3 separate regions of the Sus scrofa genome follow, and all the other regions are linked to region 2. A link is a contact called in public HiChIP or PLAC-seq data. All regions are on one chromosome and are shown on one strand. Each heading gives the region's core, a stretch centred on a gene start, on an enhancer-like site or on the middle of the called end of the contact. The rest is flanking DNA. Distances are from core to core; before and after follow the strand shown.

What was found. HiChIP or PLAC-seq counts read pairs in DNA pulled down with a chosen protein or histone mark.
Region 1: a contact with region 2 is called in an H3K27ac HiChIP or PLAC-seq map of alveolar macrophages. The contact joins two enhancer-like sites. A contact is called at or near these places in 1 of 47 Hi-C or Micro-C datasets (embryonic fibroblasts) and 1 of 2 datasets of contacts at active chromatin or transcription factors (alveolar macrophages).
Region 3: a contact with region 2 is called in an H3K27ac HiChIP or PLAC-seq map of alveolar macrophages. The contact joins two enhancer-like sites. A contact is called at or near these places in 1 of 47 Hi-C or Micro-C datasets (epiblast stem cells) and 1 of 2 datasets of contacts at active chromatin or transcription factors (alveolar macrophages).

Annotation. Positions count from the first base shown.
Region 1 is chr7:65,129,240-65,132,154 of Sscrofa11.1, forward strand. All of the region lies in intron 2 of LOC110261575 (a long non-coding RNA gene), which reads left to right. Among named protein-coding and RNA genes, the nearest start is that of SNX6, 26 kb to the right of the region's middle. Within about 2 kb of position 1,567, at least 5 of the 83 cell types and tissues checked have an H3K27ac peak or open chromatin away from gene starts, as enhancers often do. A contact at or near this core is called in alveolar macrophages, where this site is marked.
Region 2 is chr7:64,999,781-65,003,114 of Sscrofa11.1, forward strand. All of the region lies in intron 3 of BAZ1A (bromodomain adjacent to zinc finger domain 1A), which reads left to right. Among named protein-coding and RNA genes, the nearest start is that of BAZ1A, 32 kb to the left of the region's middle. Within about 2 kb of position 1,776, at least 17 of the 83 cell types and tissues checked have an H3K27ac peak or open chromatin away from gene starts, as enhancers often do. A contact at or near this core is called in alveolar macrophages, where this site is marked.
Region 3 is chr7:65,189,584-65,192,948 of Sscrofa11.1, forward strand. It overlaps SNX6 (sorting nexin 6), which reads left to right. Exons shown (of 14, transcript NM_001244216.1): 11 at 2,340-2,426. Among named protein-coding and RNA genes, the nearest start is that of TRNAY-GUA, 24 kb to the right of the region's middle. Within about 2 kb of position 1,773, at least 11 of the 83 cell types and tissues checked have an H3K27ac peak or open chromatin away from gene starts, as enhancers often do. A contact at or near this core is called in alveolar macrophages, where this site is marked.

The DNA of each region.
Region 1 (2,915 bases), core at 317-2,816, 130 kb after region 2:
ATATAGAGGAATGTGCTGTAGAAGATCTGAACAGAAAATACAGTACTCCTGGAGTTCCCATTGTGGCTGACTAGTATCCATGAGGATGTGGGTTCGTCCCCTGACCTCGCTCAGTGGGTTAAGGATATGGCATTGCTATGAGCTATGGTGTAGGTCACAGATCCTGTCTTGTTGTGGCTGTGGGCAGGCCAGCAACTGCAGCTCCAAATCAACCCCTAGCCCAGGAACTTCCATATGTTGCAGGTGTGGCCCTGAAAAGAAAAAAGAAAGAAAGAGAGAAAGAGAGAAAGAAAGAACAATCCTCCTTACTTCTAAGATAGTTTTATATTCTCATTTTAAAGTTCTGAAATCAGGATGGATATAGCTTATTGTTGGTGTAAACACTTATTACACTGCCTTTTTTGTTTCTCTCAAATGCTGTTGGTGCCCCTTAGAACTGCAAAAATACATTATGTCAAAGACATGGCCCATGCCTCTGCCTTCCCATGGTCTATTAAAGAATGTGATGACAATACATATACTTCATAAAGCTGGGCCAACATCCTCTTGTCTTCCAGGAACTTGCTGGCTTTCTGCCATACTTATACATTTACAAAATGCATCTGCAGAGTTCAGCACTTTTACTTTTGAGAGGTTGAAGCACTTTAGAGACTCTGGTTAATATTCTGTAGTAAACAAAGATAAAATATATGGTCTCCTATATAACAAGGAAAGGACCATTGATTTTACTGGAAGAGACTGTATGTCTCCTCATATAGTAACTTAAGCATATTTACTTAAGTCCTATTGTCATTATCTTCAGCATCACCATCTCTGTCACCATCACTGTGATGTTCATAATCATGATGTACATTGTGGGGGGAAAAAGTCCAACACCCCAGTGTTCCTTCCAGAGTTATCATTGTTAAAGTAGAAGAACACATTTTAAAATTAATTATGAAGATGAGACCTTTGGGAATGACTTGGCTGGCCTGGAGCCTGTGAAGAAAGAGCTAAACTGCTCTACAAGAAATACATGAGGGCGTTCCTGTCGTGGCTCAGTGGTTAAGGAACCCAACTAGGATCCATGAGGATGCAGGTTCAATCCCTGGTCTTGCTCAGTGGGTTAAGGATCCGGTGTTGCCATGAGCTCTGGTGTAGGTCGCAGACACAGCTCAGATCCCAAGTTGCTGTGGCTGTGCTGTAGGCCAGCAGCTGTAGCTCTGATTTGACCTCTGCCCTGGGAATTTCCGTATGCCGCAGGTTCGGCCCCAAAAAACAAAGAAAAAGAAAAATACTGCCAAGAAAACAAAAAAACAAGCCACGGACTGGGAGAAAATGTTTGCCAAAGACGTATCTGGTAAGGGACTATTACTCAAAATATACAAAGAACTCTTAAAAACTTAACAATAAAAAAATAAACAACCTGAGCAAGACAATGAAACTACTCTGTATGATACTATAATGGTGGATACCTATCATTATACATTTTTCCAAAACCGTAGAATGGACAACACCAAGAATGAACCCTAGTGTAAACTGCAGGCTCTAGGTGGTAATGATGACTCAGTGCATGTTCATCATTTGTACCAAATTTATCGTGCTGGTGGGGGATGTTGATAATGGGGAAGATTATTCATGTGTGGACTCAGGCATATATAGAAAATCTCTGTACCTTTCCCTCAATTTTACTGTGATCCTAAAACTGCTCTTAAAAAATACATTTTAAAAAGTCATTTGAGGAAGTGAGGTCTGAGAGGTTAACTAACTTTCTCGGAGAAAAATAGCACATCTGTGATTAAAATATGGCTCCTGGGACTTCTGCTTTCTGTCATGACGGAGTAACAGGAACTGAATTTTCTGCCTGCCTTAAAAAATTGAAAAACTGAACAAAAACATTTGAAACAACAGTTTCAAATTCAGACATTGGGGAGTTCCCGTCATGGCTCAGCAGTAACAACCCCCTACTAGTATCCATGAGGACTCGTGTTCGATCCCTGGCCTCACTCAGTGGGTTAAGGATCCAGAGTTGCTGTGAGCTGTAGTGTAGGTTACAGATTTGGCTCAGATCCCACATTGCTGTGGCTGTGGCGTAGGCTGGCAGCTGCAGCTCTGATTCACACCCTAGCCTGGGCACTTCCATATGCCACGGATGTAGCTCTAAAAAGAAAAGAAAATTCAAGGAGTTCCTGTTGTGGCTCTGCAGTTAACAAACCTGACTAGTATCCATGAGGACAAGGGTTCGATCGCTGGCCCTGCTCAGTGGGTTAAGGATCCAGCATTGCTGTGGCTGTGGTGTAGGCCGGCAGCTGCAGCTCCGATTTGACCTCTAGCCTGGGAACTTCCTCATGCCTCTGGTGCATCCCTAAAAAGACCAAAAAAAAAAAAAAAAGTACAGACATTGGACAACATGCAGCATAGCACAATCATAAAAGGAAATGATAAAAGGTGTGGCTGTAAAAAGAAAACCAAAATATACCAGGTCAAAAGAGAGCTGTAGGGGCTATGTTAGTATCAGACGAAGTAGATTGCAGAGCAGAGAACATTAGCAAGAATAAAGAGGTTCCTTTCATAATTGAGTCACTTCCTCAAAGGACAATCTTAACTGTTTATACACTTAGTAACAGAGTTTCAAAATAAAATGAAGCAAAAAATGGTAGAATTGCAATGAAAAATAGACAAATCCACAATTACAGACAGAGATTTCAGCATCTCACAATAATTGATAAAACAAGTAGACAGAAAGTCAGAAAAGCTATGGAAGACTTGAACAACACTATCAACAAATGTAACCTAATTGACACTGGGCTGGGGATAGAACACCTCATCAGCGACCCAAGCCACCACAGAGACAATGCCGGATCCTTAACCTGCTGTGCCACAGTGAGAACTCCCACATTCTTTCTTAAGGACACACAGAACATTTATCAAAATAG
Region 2 (3,334 bases), core at 526-3,025:
CTAAGTTCTTTATTGTAGAAGTATTATTTATAATAAGAAGAATGATAAAAATGGCATATTGCAATTAAATCACTTCTTTTCTGATATAAAAGGAAAATCAAATATATACTTCAATTTGTGTCTTGAACTGGTAGCAGGAGGATGGTGAAGTAGACAAGCAGTAGTTCTGAAGTTTCTTAGTTCCTTACAGCAGGAGATTAGAGACTAATCTCACGAAAGAGAGGAGACTATGTATAGCTACTCCTATCCTGAAATCCCTGTTAGGAATAAAAGGGAAGTTTATTTCTGCATAGTTATTACACATGTTCAGGTCTGGGAAATTAGAGGTCTTCTGAATAACTTATCTCTCCCTCATCATCTTCTACCTCCTTTATATGGTCTGTTCCATTCAGCCAATAGAAGATCACAGTGTTTCTGAATAACTATTTTTAAAATGGGGTTATCTGTCTTTCTTAGACAAATGCAGAGACCATCCAAAGAGAAGAGTTAAAAGTTAGAACTAAGAGAAATGACAAGCTAGGAGTTCTTATCCTGGCTCAGTGGAAGTGAATCTGACTAGCATCCATGAAGATGCAGATTTGATCCCTGGCCTTTCTCAGTGGGTTAAGGGTCGGGTGTTGCTCTGAGCTGTGCTATAGATTGCAGATGTGGCTTTGATCTGGCATTGCTGTGGCTGTGGTGTAGGCCTGCAGCTACAGCTCTGATTTGACCCCTCACCTGAGGACCTCCATATGCCTTGGGTGCGGCCTTAAAAAAAGAGAGAGAGAGAGAGAGAGAGAAATGGCATAAGCTAAAATAATTTTAAATGAAAGGCAAAGGAGTAATAAAAGTATAAAAAATGTCTACTCATCACTAAAGGCCAAGCAAAATTCTTTGCTTAAATCGAAAACATATGTCAAGAGAATAATTCTGAGCAGAGGTTGACACTTTGCTTTAGATAAAGGGCCAGATAGTAAATATTATAAACCATGATCCATATGGTCTCTGTAACAGCCACCTAACTCTGCTGTCATAGTGCAAAAGCAGCCATAGGTAATATATGAATGAGCATGGCTGTATTCTAGAATTCTTTATTTACGAACACTGAAACTTAATTTCATATTATTTTCAGATGTCACAAAATATTTGTTTTAAGCCATTTAAAAATGTGTAAGCCATTCTTAGCTCAAAGCCCATATAAAATAGGCAATGAGTTGAATGTGGCCCATTAGCCATAGTGTACTGACTCCTGGTAGAGAGAAAAGGTTCCTGCTTAAATAAGGGTTATAGAATAAGCTAGCCAGAGATCCCCTTTTAATATAGAACCTCAGAGTGTGGCATGGTATGGTGGAAAAAGCCTTTTGAGCCAAACTCACTTAAGATTCTGGGAATCTTCTTTGCTAATCTGTAAAACAAGTAATATCTACATTCATTTGGTGGTTGTATTAGTTAGCTTTTGCTGCATAACAAACCATCCCCAAAACTTAGTGGCATAAAGCAATAAACATTCTCATGATTCTGTAGCTGTCTGGAATATTCTTGTGTTCTGGGCTGACCTGTCTGGGGCTGGATTGTCTAGGTCACTTACTCTGGCCTTACTTATACTTCTAGGGCCTCAGACTATTTTCACATGGCCTCTTATCCTTCAGGAGGCTAGTCCAAACTTGTTCCTAGGGTGGGATTAGGGTTCCCAGTGGCAGGAGAAGACAAAACCCCAGTGTGCAAGCACATGTCAAGCCCCAGCTTGCTCCACATTTGCTAGTATTCCATTGATCAAAGCAAGTCAGACGAGCAAATCCAGAGTTATTCTGGGAGGGGACCAAGGAGATGTGATTCAGTGGGGACCATAACTGCAGCAGTGTTTTACAGTGGTTAGTATTTGTTAGGAGCCCAATATAGTGCTTGGCACATAAAGCATTCAGTAAATGTTAGATACTTCCTATGCTTGTCAGAGACAAAGGAAGAGCCTGCCAGCTGTGATGACTCATCTTTTTTTGTAGCTAGTCCCTAATTTTCTTACATCATAGTCACTGTTCTTGAGTGACTTTTGAGAGCTTAGTGTATGCAAGGCACTGTTCTAAGGTTTTTACTTATTTAATTTCTACAACAGCCATATGTGATAGGTGCCCGTTTGCTCATTTTACAGTCGAGGAGTTCATACACAGAGCTTAATTAACTAAAACCTGCCCAGTGTCACAAGTGGTGAAGTTTTTAAGCACAGACAGTGTTTCTGTGTGGGAGGGATAAATGAGTGTGAAAAAAATACTATGACTTACTATTGACTTTTCACTTTACTTGAGCATCTTAGAATTTCTGTCAAAGTGAAGAGACGTAGAATTGCATGGAATGTGATTAGATTAAGCTTTTGATCGTTCACAAGAGTGATCCTTATTGTTGAGTGTCTGAAAATTGGCATCGTCTTATAATCATTGATTCAAAGGGAAAAACACTCCTGTATTTAATCAGGTTCTCCTGCTCTTTATATTTTTAACCATTGTATTTATCAGAAGGTGACAGTTATCTTCTCTACTCTGAGCTGCTTAAGCTTTCCACTTTTTTGCTTGCAGATGAAAGAATGCTATCTAGTGGCAACAAAAGGTGACTGCATGCATGGGTGAAAGTAGAATTTTTATTTATTTGTTGTTTTTCTATCTTTTGATACAGTTTCCAGGGATGAAAAATGCAGTTATCTATGACTCTTTTCTTATAGGTTGTAAAGAATATTTTGATTTAGTACTTCAAGTATACACATTGCCAAATTTTCTGTGATTCATTCAATAAACATTGTGTTCTTGGTGCTAGTGTAGGTATTGGGAGCAAGGTAGTGAATAAGACAAGGATTAGGGACTTATATTCAAGTGCAAGAGGCATGCTCTATGCCTCAAGTTTATACAATGGTGAATGTCAATTATTTCTCAATAAAACTGGGGAAAAGGGTCATCGGTAAGTCTTATTTGGCTAGTGAATGTATCACTAACATTCAAATAGAATGGGTAAAAGGTACTGCAATGCCAAATTAATGTAGTGCTCCATTAATAATTTGCTGTGGTTGCCATTAGAATGGGCTGATGTTACCTTTTAGTTACCTTTATAAAGACATGTTTGTATCTTTCTTTTTCTGTTTATCAGTGAGTCCGTCAGCATGTTGATTTCATTGTTGTCACATGAATGTTTAAAGACCATAAGGATAATAAAAATAATTCAGATAATTTTGTTTGCGCTTCCAGCTCAAAGAATTTGAAGTATAATTTTGTCATCTTAGTTTGTTGGTTATGTAATAGCTTTTTTTTTTTTTTTTTACAAATTCTTATGTTTGATGTGCAAAAATCACGTGACTTTGATTTGACTCTCTCAG
Region 3 (3,365 bases), core at 523-3,022, 190 kb after region 2:
CTTAGACCCCAGGTTCAAGGAGAAAGGACACATACCCTACTTTTGTTTTTTTGCTATCTATTGATTGATTGACTGATTGATTGTCTTTTTGTCTTTTCTAGGGCCGCACCTGCGGCATGTGGAGGTTCCCAGGCTAGGGGTTGAATCGGAGCTACAGCTGCCGGCCTACGTCACAGCACAGCAATGCCAGATCCAAGCTGCATCTGCAGCCTATACCCCGGTTCACTGCAACGCCAGATCTTTAACCCACTGAGCGAGAACAGGGATCGAACCCACATGGTTCCTAGTCAGATTTGTTTCTGCTGCGCCACGAAGGGAACTCCACATACCCTACTTCTTAATGGAAGGAGAGGAACTGTATTTAAAAGGGCCCAACAGAGTTCCTGTTGTGGCCCAGAAGAAATGAATTTGACCAGCATCCATGAGGACACGGGCTTGATCCCTGGCCTTCATCAGTAGGTTAAGGATCCAGCACTGCCATGAGCTGTGGTGTAGATCGAAGACATGGCTTGGATCTGATGTTGCTGTGGCTGTGGTGTAGGCTGTTCTACTGGTAGGCATTTGGATAGTTTCTAGTTTGGGTCTCTTTACAAAGAGTACTGCTTAAGACCATTCTTATCTTCATCTGAACATAAATGTGCATTTCTGTTGTGTGTATATAACTAGGGGGGGACCTGGTAGGTCATAGGCTATCCATGTGAAAATTTTTTGTGGATACTGCAAACTGTTTCCAAAAGTAATTGTACCAACTTACATTCTCACTAGAATGAATGTGAGCATAGGGCTGCTGCACAAAGTTGTAATATTTGGTATCTTTTTTCTTTTAGTCGTTCTGATGAATATGTAGGTTTTTTTTTTAAAAACTTTTTATTTTCACAGCAATTTCAGACTTACAGAAAAGTTGCAAGAATAGTACAAAGAATTCCTGCACGTGTGTCACTCAGATTTTTTAAATATTAATATTTGCTACATTAAATTTCTTTTATTCCAAGTACATATTGTTTTTTGCCCTTTGTTCACATCTCTCTCTCTTTTTAAAAGAGAAGAATCAATTTTAATATGACAATACAATTATGTTATCCCCCTAGTGTCATCAATACCTAGTGTATAGACATTCCCAGTTGTCTCATAAATGGCTTTTATGGTGGACGTTGTTTGAGTCAGGATCCAAACAAGGTTCCCATGTTGTTTGGGAGCGGGGGGGTTATGGGTTTTTTTGTCTATTTTTTAGGGCCGAACCCGCAGCATATGGAGATTCCCAGGCTAGGGGTCCAGTCAGAGCTATAACTGCTGGCCTATGGCACAGTCACAGCAACGCCAGATCCGAGCTGTGTCTGAGACCTATACCACAGCTCACAGCAACACCAGATCGTTAACCCACTGAGCGAGGCCAGGGATTGAACCAGAAACCTCATGGTTCCTTCCTAGTTGAATTCATTTCCGCTGAGCCACAATGGGAGCTCCCCTTGTTGTATTTAGTTGACAGTACATTCTTCTTTATCCTCTCTCTCTTTAGACTGAATGAAGAGTTCTTATCTTTTTAGTCTGACATGGCTACTTTCCAACTTCATCCCAACTCAGACTAATACCCACATCTGTTTATTACTCTTTGGTCTCTTCAGGCACATTTTGTTAACCAGAAAACAATGTCAAAACATTATCTGCAGCAGGAGAATTGGTAGTCTACTACTCTCGCCAGCCTTTATTACTTTATAATCATGTGTACGTAGCAGTTGCTGTTGAAATGAATAGAGAGAAAAGAGAAGTGAAACTGAAAGATGATATTGAAACTCATTACAGCCAAGAACTTGAGTCAAATACAGAGTCCTGTAAATTCACTAATTTCGTTTGATCTCATTTTTTTTCTATTCGTTTTTTGTCAGTTACAAAGAAAAGTAACAGGCCAATAGAAGGAGGGAAGGAGACTTAGATTAAATAGGAATTGATAACTATAGTTACTTTTATAACCTTGTGGGTTTTTTTGTTGTTGTTGTTGTTTTACAATAATTAAGAAAACACTGAAAGTTCCTGTTGTGGCGCAGAGGAAACGAATCCAACTAGTAATCATGAGGTTGCAGGTTTAATCCCTAGCCTCTCTCAGTGGGTTAAGGATCTGGTGTTGCTGTGAGCTGTGGTGAGGTCACAGATGCAGCTCGGATCCTGTGTTGCTGTGGCTGTGGCGTAGGCCAGCAGCTACAGCTCTGATTTGACCCCTAGCCTGAGAACTTCTATATGCTGCAGGTTCGGCCCGAAAAAGCAAAAAAAAAAGAAAGAAAGAAAGAAAACACTGGATGTAGTATATAAAGATTGATTAAATCCCAGTTTTTTCCCTTTTTCAGAAAATAGAAGCACGAGTGTCAGCTGATGAGGACCTCAAACTTTCTGACCTTTTAAAATATTACTTAAGAGAATCTCAAGCTGCTAAGGTAATGTATTCATTGTTTTTAAAAAACGGTCTGTTTTAGGAGTTCCCGTCTTGGCTCAGTGGTTAACAAATCCGACTAGGAACCATGAGGTTTCGGGTTCGATCCCTGGCTTTGCTCAGTGGGTTGAGAATCCAGTGTTGCCATGAGCTGTGGTATAGGTTGCAGATTCGGCTTGGATTCTGCTTTGCTGTGGCTCTGGTATAGGCCAGCAGCTACAGCTCTGATTAGACCCCTAGCCTGGGAACCTCCATATGCTGCAGAAGTGGCCCAAGAAATGGCAAAAAGACAAAAAATAAAATAATAAAAAATGGGCTGTTTTATAAAAAGACATCATCTCTTTAAAGGCTGTTAGACTTTAAGGTTGTTTTTTTTTGTTGTTGTTGTTGTTTTTCTTCTTAGGGCCAGACCTGTGGCATAGGAAGTTCTCAGCTAGGAGTCAAAACGGAGCAGCAGATGCCAGCCTACCCCACAGCCACAGTAACACCAGATCCAAGCCACATCTGCGACCTACACCATAGCTCTTGACAATGCCATGAGGCCAGGAATTGAACCCACATCCTCATGGATACTAGTTGGGCTCTTAATCTGCTGAGCAACAATGGGAACTCCACACTTAAGATTGTTAAAGATGATTTATCTCTTGATTGGTATTTGTTTTGTTTTGTTTTGCTTTGTTTTGTTTTGTTTAAACGCCAGATGCTTTAACCCAGGAGAAGCCAGAGATTTAATCCACATCCTCATGGATACTAGCTGGGTTCATTACCATTGAGCCACCACAGGAACTCCTGTCTCTTGATTTTAAATTATATTTTCCAGCGTGAATTTTCTTTTTCTTCCTTTATAGGTAGTTTGTAGGTCAGGGAACCTCACATAGAAGTTTTCTCTAAACTTCTGATACAGTTTGGAACTTTTTTTTTTAGTTGAATTTGGTATATTTAA